Regions from separate parts of the Zea mays genome. Here region 2 is linked to region 1. The links are chromatin contacts, called in public Hi-C maps. All regions are on one chromosome and are shown on one strand. Each heading gives the region's core, a stretch centred on a gene start, on an enhancer-like site or on the middle of the called end of the contact. The rest is flanking DNA. Distances are from core to core; before and after follow the strand shown.

Region 1 (5,328 bases), core at 1,918-4,417:
ACCAACGAAAAGTAAAATCCAATGTGCCAAGTGCTAACCCCTCATGAACGATGATACACGCATCGGGGAGATAAATATAGGAGACAATGTAGTGTACTTTAGCATGACACCACAATATAGTCACAACAGTAATTTATGCAAACAATGACAAAGCATAAACCACCGCAACAATAATACTATGCATAAAAGCTGAATAAGCATTTGAGTGTGGTATTCACAAATGCTACTGAGAATACAGCCGGAGCCTATTAATTCTGACCAAAGATATAAAGTTACATGTTTGCAGGTATGGTATGAGTTAATATTTCACAGAAATGCTTTTATTGTTTTAACCTAAATCGTTTTTTAGTATGTGACAACAAAACTTAGTTGTCAAATTGGCTTCATATTTGGCTTTCATGTTTTCATGTTTTGTATGCATAGAGCTAAGTGACAAATAATTGCATCGTTGCATTTGAACATGTTACCTGAAGGTCTCCAATGGCCTGGCTACCAATCTCTTGCCAATTTGGAAATTTCTCAAAAAGATATTCTATTAGCATCCCGAACTGCATGAACAGAAACATACTTTAATTAGCATGTTGCATGTGCAGCAGTAAACAGTTAATAGTATCAACCTTTAGGGCCACCTACGGAAAACCAAAGCACAAACTTCTCCAGCAGCCCAGTCACACACAAAATCTTATAATTTAAACATGAATTTACTTCTTACAAAACGAACAGGAAAGACTTGATACAAAAATTACACGGCAATTACTACACCTATAAAAAAGGTAGTTATAATGTCAAGGAAAGCAGGGTGATGCTTCCATAGAGATAAATAAATAAATCGCATCATAAAATGGAAACAGACTCTAGGTATTTTACAAAACAGAATATGAAGAGCAAAGATACAATACTGCCCAATACCAGCAGAACCTGTGCTAACTGAATCTTTTAGCCAATGCAGAAATAGAAAATACAGATGTGCTAAGCATGGTAGCCTATATAAGTAGGCATTGAAAAGGAGACTGGGCACAACAGAGAATATTTTTCACCAAAATCAAGTACTAAAGCAGTTCAACCATAAGTATGCAAAAATATTTTGTTTCACCAAAGCAATTAATAAAATAGGACAGGCCTGGCACAATGGTGAGAAGCCTTTCCACTCAACCAAAGGCCCTGGGTTCGATGCGGCCACTCTACAAAATGCAGGTGTAAGGATTGGCTTGGTTATTCCTTCCCCAGATCCCACTCATGTGAGAGCCGCCAGCACTAGATCTATCATTTTTAAAAGCAAGTGATAAAATGTTTAGGTATCAACACAAGGCTTGTTACCTGTGTACCCCAATCTCCTACATGGTTTCTTCGCAGAACATCAACATTCGAGAACTCAAACATGCGTGCTAATGTATCTCCAATAATTGTAGACCTTAGATGTCCCACATGCATTTCCTTTGCAATATTAGGTGATGAAAAATCAATCACTGCCCTCTTTACTGGAAGAATTGGTGCCCAAGTCTTGATACCGTTAACGAGCATGTCTTGTATTCTCTACAATAATGTAGCTCATTGACAATTTGCGAGAATAGATCATGGTACTGGTAATGCTAGCATAACTTGTACATAAAAGATCTTGGCCAAACCTGTGCAACCCAGCGGTTTGATAAGACAATATTCACAAAACCAGGTCCAGCAACAGATGTGGATTCAATAATATCAGAAGAAGGCAAGTTCTTGGCAATGGCCTGAGAAAATGTGAGAACCAGTATATTGTTAATGTAAAAGAGCTTGAGAATGCATGAAAAAGTGAAGCAGATCATAATGAAATATATTAGTTCCAAATCTTATGAGAAAGTTCATAGTTTAAGTCTATACAGAAAAAGGTAGACAGACAAATACCTGTCCAATGGCATTAGGGTTTTTGAAACTGGTTCCAGATCCTTTAACCTTTGACCATAATCCCATAGCATTGTTGCTGCACAGGTTCAGCAAGAACAAATTGATGAGCACAAGAAATATTAATTATAATAACAGCTAATAAAGGAGCAGCAGATACTCAGATCGTGTGAGGGACTGATGCAGCAGGTAGGGCAACATTGCAACAACATACCATTGGTAGTCAGCAAACTTTGCTGAAACTTCAACCATCGGTTCTACCTCCACCTCAGGCACAGTAGCCCGGAGGGACATAAGGACCAGCCCGGAGAGCTGTTGCTTGACACTCCCAGCCTGCTGCATGGTCAAATTCAAATCAAGCAGGGAAAATGGGAAAAAAATAAGTGATGCATTCTCCTTCAGAGGCAGCAGCACACTCAGTACACTCACCACAGTGGATTCCTGTTCCTGGGGAGCAACCGAGGTTGAGGTCTCATCTCCCATGGTGGTGGCACTGCACGAGAACCGTAGGAGCCTGGAGGAATAAGAGCTTCTACAGTGACCTGGCTAAGTAGACAACACTAGAATGAGAACAAGTCCAAATTAATCAATTAATCAATGTGGCGAGCTTGAACTGAAAAGGAAGCACAGCAAGTGTGACGCTTCTGACAGCAAATCCCAATCTGCTGATAATCCAAATCTAGTGCCTCTGACTCGTTAATTTGAAACAAATTAAAAAATCAAATGAGTGCAAGTAACTGACACCGTAAGAGAAAACAAGTCCAAATTGAGCATAACTAACCAAACTGGAAGCATAACAAGTTCAATGTCCCTGACAGATAATCCCAATCAGCTGATGTAATCCAAATCTAGTGCACTCGCCAGTCATTAGTAATTTCATAAAGCAATGCTGGTGACGAACCTAACAATTTATTCATCCAGAAGAAGCGCACTTATCCTCGTTGATGCGAACGGGGTGGAGAGGGTGAGCCCCAATACAGAGCAAGTCTATAAACCCAACCTTATCCAACATCCAAACCCCAAGCGCCCCCTCTAAAAATCCACGGAAACTGAACCACTGTCCCTAACAGAAACTAACGCCGCCCGGACCACCAAACCCTAAACCCCGAACCGCGCGTCGCACTCACACCCAGACCGACACTAAAATCCCCTGTTTCTCCGCGGCGAACGGAGGCGGTCGGAGCAGCGGGCTCGGGGAGGAAGGAGAAGTGGAAGCAAACTCACCAGAGCGCAGGGTGCGGGAGAGGAGCGGGAGGCGGAGGCGCGTGGGGGTAGGCGCCGCCACTGCAGTTGCTGCTGCCGCGAGAGCTCGCATCCTCGGCCCGCCGTCTGTTAAATACCCCCTTCCCTCTCACGGTCACGCGTGGGAGGCTGGGAGCTGCCACTTCGACTCGGGAGAGCCACCGCAGCCGGTAGCGTAGCGTACTAGCGTGCGCGACACGCAGACACAGTCGCACACACACCGCGCGAGGGTTCTTGGCCGGAAAGAGAAATATGTGATTTTGCCCCTCTCAATTTTGGTTGTTGTTAGTGTATCATCCCGTGTCTATGACTAGTAGGACCATTTGTATCTATAATTTATAGGTCCGATAACATATTGGCGAAACCCACAAATAATAATGACAAAATTGCCAATAGCTCGGCCGGAAATGGGATTACGAAGAATTCTGCTACCTCCATCTTTTATATTTGACGCTAACCGGTGAAAAATTTGTAGTACAAAACGTCAAATAAAAAATTAAAGTATTTATTGAGCATTTGGCAGAGCTCCCGCAACTCTACTCCCGACGAGAATCACTCACACAAAGTCAAACGGTAAAAATCTGAACTACTTCATAGCGAGAGTGCAGTGAATTTAGTCTCTATTTTATACTAGAAAGTGGGAGCCAACTAAATTACTTCCACTGCTCCCAACCTACTCCCCACTCTTTAACCCCTCGGAATTACTCACAGCTTATTTGTCAAACGGTTTTTGTCAAATGAATTCACTTCTGCTAAAGAATCACTGTATTAGAGAAACAGCTCTCGGAGCTAGAGAATCATGGAGTGGAGCTATGCTAAACGAGTCATAAATCTCTACTATATTGAAGCATTGGTTTCAACTATCGTCATGCGTCATTTTTTTAAAAAAAATTATATCTTTTGGAATGAATCCGTCATTCCTCTGTCCCCCGACCCTACTACTTATTAATGTTGTAAAGGGTAGATTGTCATTCTGTTGTTAGACAAACTCAGCCGCTCATTCTATTGTTCTATGATCTAAGCCACACGATCCCGCAACATCATCCGCTCTCTGATCCCGTCAACCAGCCCCGCAGACCGCTCACACTGTCTCCCAAAACGCCAAAACCATCGTGTCGGTGCTCTCCTCCCCCAAAATCCACGCGTTGGTGCTCTCTCCTCCCCCGAATCCGAATCCAGAACGGACCATGCAGCCCGAGCTCCCCTCCACTACGTCGTTGTCGCCTGCCTCGAGGTTCGCGAGAGAGCACCAAGCACCCAGGCTCTCCGCACGCTGCGCCACCGCCACACGGTCTGTCGATTCCCGCCGCACGCAAACGACTCCCCTCGCCCCCGCCCGCACCTCCTCCCTCCAACCAACCCCACTCCGGTCACAGCACGTTGGTAGGCTATCATGTTAGCTCTGTTCCGCCGAATCTGTGCAAGTTCTGTTTTAGCTCAAAACAAGTCTAAAATTACACTTTACTTAAAAATCGAGTCAGATATGAATCCAAAATACCTAAAAACATTCTAAAAGGTGTATGCAACATATTCAAAAGTATAAATCTCAATGTTATACCATTTTTCAAGAAGTTGCACTTCCTAGCCTTGTTTGAGCTCATTTGAACCTATGCTCATAGACTTAGCAAACTAATTAGTCTAATATGTTGTGTTGATCATTAATCACTAAAACATTATAGAAATGGCTTATTTACCCATTTCCCTCCCAATCTCTCTCATTTTGGTGATTTATGTCAACACAACCAAAGCAAATGGAATAAGACTAACTTAGGGCAAGTTTGCTATTCACTATGAGATCTAAGTATGCAAATTGAAGTGAACTAAGTTTGTTTTAGCAGATTTGGAATGTATGGACCAATTAAGCACCACTTAGCCTTTTTTATTTCATAAATCAAATTCTTTTCCGAGTTTGGAGAAACCTTTTTCAAAAGTTTTGCATGTAATAATCAAAAGGTTTTACCCCTTTGGCATAAAATAAAAACTTCCCCTTTTGCAAAGTTTTTTTACAAATGTGCCACCTTTTAGCACTTAAGTGGGTTTTCACATACCAAGTGATAATTACCAATTAAATATCAAAATGACTCAAAAAAATTTAAATTCCACTAAGTGGTGAGTTGGTCCCTTTGCTCTGGCCTACACTTTCTACCCATTGGCATTAAGCACCAAAACAAAGAAAGTTAAGTGTCCTTTCACATTACTCCAAAAAAT
Region 2 (5,328 bases), core at 2,031-4,530, 220 kb after region 1:
CAGGTCACCAAGGAGGATGGTGACTACTCCATACGACAACTTTATTCCCTCCCTTTTACACTCTAAATTACTAAACATATAGACTAAAACAGAGGAAATATGGTTTAGTCGTTGGTGTTTTGTAATTAAGGAACTAAAAGGAAGACACCGGAGTTTACTCCAATATGTTAGAAATTTAGTCATTTTCATTTTTAATTTTATACAGAAAACAATGTGATATATGTGATAACATGTATGTGCATTGTGTGTATAACCACTCGCATAAGCAGTAAACGATAATGAAACATGCACAGATACGGAGAACATATTATACCCTGCGGAGGGATCGATGCTCAAGGCACCAGTGACTCCATTCACACGAACATCTCGTGTGTGTTTGTTCGATGTAACCATACAAAGTCGATGCAGGAAGATGTACGCAGTGCAGTCTCTTGAACAGTCGTCGGGTGGTTGTCGTACAGCGGCAGCAGCAGCGATCTCGAAGACGGACATCATGTCTAGGAAGACGTCCACCACGAAGTAGTCGAATAGATCAACAACAAGGAGTCGCGACGATGCTCCCCAAAAATCTGATCACCGCACACCCGACAGAAGCTAAGGTGCTCTTTTGTAAAGCTGCCATACGCGCGAGCAACCACAACCGTCCATATCCCGATATAGGGCTAGGATTAGGTCATCACAATATTGAACCGGTACACATCTTGATCTGTCTGATGCAAGATCGACGACCTATATTTAATGATGGCTTGAGTCGACTGTATCCCTCTGATCTGATCGGACGGTCTGGTCCTTAATAGGCCCGATCGAAACGTTATTATCCCAACCGTTGATCTACCGATCGACGATTCACCTCTCCTCCTTCCGCCGGTCACGGACCGCGGCGGAGCCCTACCACTATGGCGGCACGTCGCCGGAATGAGTCCAACTCGCACCCCCCGTGCTCCAATTCCTACTCCTACTTGCTCTACATGACAAGGAGGTAAAGGTGAACACTATGGGGGCATCTTACCGATGATGAAGACGACGACGTGACTGACTACGTGGATGGTGGATCGACGGTGAAGGAGGACCTCCGGTGAAGATGGCTATGGGGGCATCTTCCTAATTGTTCCGAGTACACTAGCATGTCCAACATGGCTATAGGTTCGATGATATCAAATATTGGTCTTGATTATGCTGGTTGTCTAAGCCATGATGATAGTGCACCTGTCAACTTGTAATGTTGCCCGTCATATATTAATGTGATGCATTGAAGTCTTATTCAAAGCGCTAACAACATCATGAGGTCATTAGAAGTAGACTTTGAATGTGGCATCGTGCCTTTAGGTGCTGCCATGCCCCTAGAGGGGGGGCTTGCTACATTCTCTTGACTTGTTGCCTTTGTACCTAACCACTATAGGAGTCTTTTGTTCACTTGATAGGACTCAGTCTCTAGAGGGATTAGGGCCGATCATTTTAAATTAGCTGAAGTCAAGGACCTTAAAGATTTAGAGGTCGATACAGTGCCTTAGGCAATTAAGAGAATGTATTATTCTACTGTTAGCAATGTCTCATGGTCCTAAGTCTTAGATCATTTTTATTGTTAGAAGTACCTTTAGATCATGCCCCCTAGGGCTTAGACTGTCCTTGTAAATGATGATGGCCAAAAGAACTCAAATATGAGTCTCTTGTAGCCATAATGCCTCGAGGCCGAGAGCATTGGGTCCTAGTCCATATTAAGGGCGCGTAGGGAAAATTGCTTTTAGTGGGTTTTTGGTTTCCACATCCTATCCGAAACTTTAGTGACTAAAACTTAGTCACTTGTAGTCCTTAAAATACCAAACAGTGTGACTAAAATAGGCCTTCCAAATAGGAATTTTAGTGACTAAAGTTTAGTTCTAAAGTTTAGGAGGGTGACTAAAGAAACCAAACACCCTCTTAGTTTTGTAAGGCTATGTGGAGCAGCATATATTCAAACTATACTGCGAATAGTGTAGTCTACAATACAAAACATTGCAAAACAATGATTTAGGTGACTATATTAAGAAGTTTATAGGAACAGACCGTACTTAGAAGATCACATTAGAAGACCTTATGATCAGTTGATTTTGAGTTTTTTTATATCACTTTGTTATCGGTGTGTGCTTGTGCACTTCTGATGCTTTTTTTATAAGGGGGTGTTTGGTTTGCCCCTGCTAAAATTTAGCCCCTATCACATCGAATGTTTGAACCTCCGTTCGGGGTATTAAATGTAGTCGGATTATAAAACTAATTTCTCAGCTGAAGATTAAAAAGTGAGACGAATCTAGTACAGTTGGTTGGGTCTATATTTCATACTCCTATTTGAAAGTCAAACGCTTGATGTGACCCGGGCCAAACTTTAGTCCACAGAACCAAACACCCCCTAAGTGTGCGTTTGTGCATAATGGTCGATTTTGTATTTGGTTGTAACTCTCACGCCCCGTTTGGATCTTTGGAATTGAATTCCATTCTAATAATAGTAATTTTGACATATATCAATTAAGCTAACTCGGTTTTATGCAAAATATATTTGTATACCATTATTAGTAAGATGTCGAAGATATTTATGTGCTACATTTTCACTATAGAGGAGTGAGACGAAGAGTGTCATGTAAGTTACAGAGTAGAAACAAATTTTACTAATGCATAAAATCATTTCCCATCTTTCACCTCATGAATTTGAGATAGTCTTATATCTGAATTCTGGAAAGTGGTGGAATGTCAAATTACAAACTAAATAAATTACTTTATTGAGTGAATTCCAATTCTTCTAAAATGAAGGGATCCAAACGCCCCGTCATTGAAAACCAAAACTGGAATTAACACAATTTCCATTATTAAAAAAATATAAGTGAACGGCTAGACAATCTAAATATATTTTGGCGTGCTGATTTTTACTCTAATTAGCTTGCAAAAACAAAAAACAGTTTCAAAAGTCTAACAAAAGAAACCTAAGTAGGTTTAAGAGTCAACGATACCATTTTTTCACTAAACATGGGTCAACTACGTGTGTCTTTTTATTGAATGTGAACGAAAAGGCCACAAATTCAAAGGCAGGGTGAACCTGGCAGCAGGGCCCACACGACATCCAAATCGAAGAACACGTCGCTGACACACCACCTCTCCCTCGCCGCATTCTCCACTCTCTGGTCTTCGCCGTGGTCGGTGCCTTCCAAATCCAAAAAACCCCAAGCCCTAGCTGTAGCCGTCCCCCAAGGTCGCCGAGATGTCTTCGTGGCTGCGCAGCGCGGTGAGCCGGGCAGTGGAGGCCGGCGGCCGCAGCGGCGTCGCCCGCGCGGTCAAGGGGTACGCCGATACCGTCGCGCACCACGCCGGTCAGGCCGTCGCGGACATCCTCCACGACCGCATGGTGAGATTGCTCCCCTCCCCTTTGCTAGCACTTCCACTAGGCGTCCCCTTCTGCTTGACCAAATCCTAATGCGGGGCAGGTCTGGGACGCGAATCGGACATGCTTTATTTGCTTCGAGCTGCGAATTCGTTGCCTCTGCACACGAATGCAATGCCCTTAGCTCTTAAGTTGCAAACTGGAGCTTCAGTTGGTGCAGTGGTGGCTATGGCAGCCAGTGCCCCTATCTCGCTCTGCTCCGAAGTCCGAACTGAAGCTTGGGTGCTTCAGTGTGTCGAAAATTCCTCTTCATGTATGGGTGGAAGATCACATAAAGTTTGAAATGATAAATTGACATTTTAGTCCTGGTTTTATCACAGTCATGTTTAGTATACGATCTGAATATGTGAATCGTAAAGGTCTGTTCTCAAATTGAAGTTTTCTACCCGACTCCCTAATATGCACCAGTTCAAAGATCTATCTTATGCTAAGAGTGAGATGGTTTTATACTTATGCTATACCCGTTCTTGTGTTGTGAGGCATGAAATCCTTGGTATACCAAGGAAGGGAAGTGTAGTGTAGCATATTTGGACCATTGATGAGTCATTGACAGCCTCGGTTGGTCTGATTTGGTTCTGTTACTGGGTGATTTGCAGGGCGTTCAGAACTATAAAAGTTTCAAGAAGACAGTAGCACGATTGGAAGAGGCTGCTGTATCATGCCGTGGGGGTGAAAGAGTTGAATTGTTGAAACGTTGGTTAGGAGCATTGCAAGATGTTGATGCTGAAAATGGAAGTTCAGATTTAAAGGTGTCTGAAGCTAATGACCCTTCTGGTGAAATGGACACTTTGAAAGCACAAACTGTGAGTTTACATGCTCATAAATTAAATCTCATGGCTGTTCATTTCACAAAGTTATGTGATACTTTTGACTTTTGTCCAGTCGCTTATACACATCTTAGCTGTTGTAGGCTTTCTCAAGTACATATATCCATCTTAAATTTAAAATTTTGGAAGCAGGTTTTGTTCTATGATGCTGATATTGATGGTGCACCTATGAATTTTTGTGATGTATTCTTGTACAGCCAAGCACTTGAAGGTATTACATTGTCCATGGTAAGTTAGTCGAACCATTTTCTCTTAGCAACATTGCTATTGTTTATTTGCACTTAGGTTATTGCCAATTACTAATTATCTTTTCATATAATAAGATTCTCGAACCTCCTTCTGAGGAGGAAGTTTCACTGCTTTTGGAAATATTCAGGTGAGTATGCATATGGAATCACCTGTTTGATATGTGCTTATCTTTGTATTTTTTCCCAAAAGTGACAAAATTCATATATGTCTTTGTTCAGCATTACTGATTAAATATCTGAATGAATCATTCAAACTTTTTCTGAAATAGCATGGCAAACCGATAATGAGAACTATGTCATTGAGTCACCAGGTCGTAGGTTGAAGCAACCTCTCTGCATTTGCGGGAGAAGGCTTGCCTGGTTTATCCCTTCCCCAGACCCCACTCATGTGGAAATATCCGGCACTGGGTCTGCCCCCTTTTTCTTCAAAAGCATGGAAGACTTGAACATATATATTAGCAATTCCCATATCAGCACGTTTTGATAGACTGCTCCATTTGCCTTGCCATTTTTTCGCTCTGCTCTTTATGGATTTTTGTATATGCTGACTTGCAGCAATGATTGTACTGGTTTCCTTTTTGATAGGATCTTAACAAACTGTTGATTTTCCACCCACATTCTCTTCTTCCAAGATTACAGTTGGGTTCAATGTTTAAAAATTGGCATAGTTAACTTCTGCTGAAGCCCTGAAAGGGCGTAAACCCTTATTTGTTGAAGATTCATTAACATTATGTTATGGTGGGCGTCCAGTACAGGCGCCGCAACAAGGCTGGTAGTCCTAATTAGGGGGCTGAACCGGCTTAGGCTAAGTGGGCTGTTAGCAAGGCCCTTTTAGCAGTAGAATAAA

The links. A called contact is a pair of places that touch in the nucleus more often than the background predicts.
Region 2: a contact with region 1 is called in a Hi-C map of ear, with 1.6 times the contacts expected there. The contact joins the promoter of LOC103630051 here to the promoter of LOC100273441 in region 1. A contact is called at or near these places in 2 of 25 Hi-C or Micro-C datasets (ear and tassel).

Annotation. Positions count from the first base shown.
Region 1 is chr6:135,512,199-135,517,526 of Zm-B73-REFERENCE-NAM-5.0, forward strand. It overlaps LOC100273441 (arginyl-tRNA synthetase), which reads right to left and starts at 3,168. Exons shown (of 18, transcript NM_001147878.1): 1 at 3,103-3,168; 2 at 2,308-2,438; 3 at 2,093-2,214; 4 at 1,882-1,957; 5 at 1,626-1,727; 6 at 1,318-1,533; 7 at 468-548. The coding sequence starts at 2,361.
Region 2 is chr6:135,735,781-135,741,108 of Zm-B73-REFERENCE-NAM-5.0, forward strand. LOC103630051 (myosin-2 heavy chain-like) reads left to right here and starts at 3,281. Exons shown (of 18, transcript NM_001347241.1): 1 at 3,281-3,370; 2 at 4,003-4,209; 3 at 4,366-4,461; 4 at 4,557-4,609. The coding sequence starts at 3,368.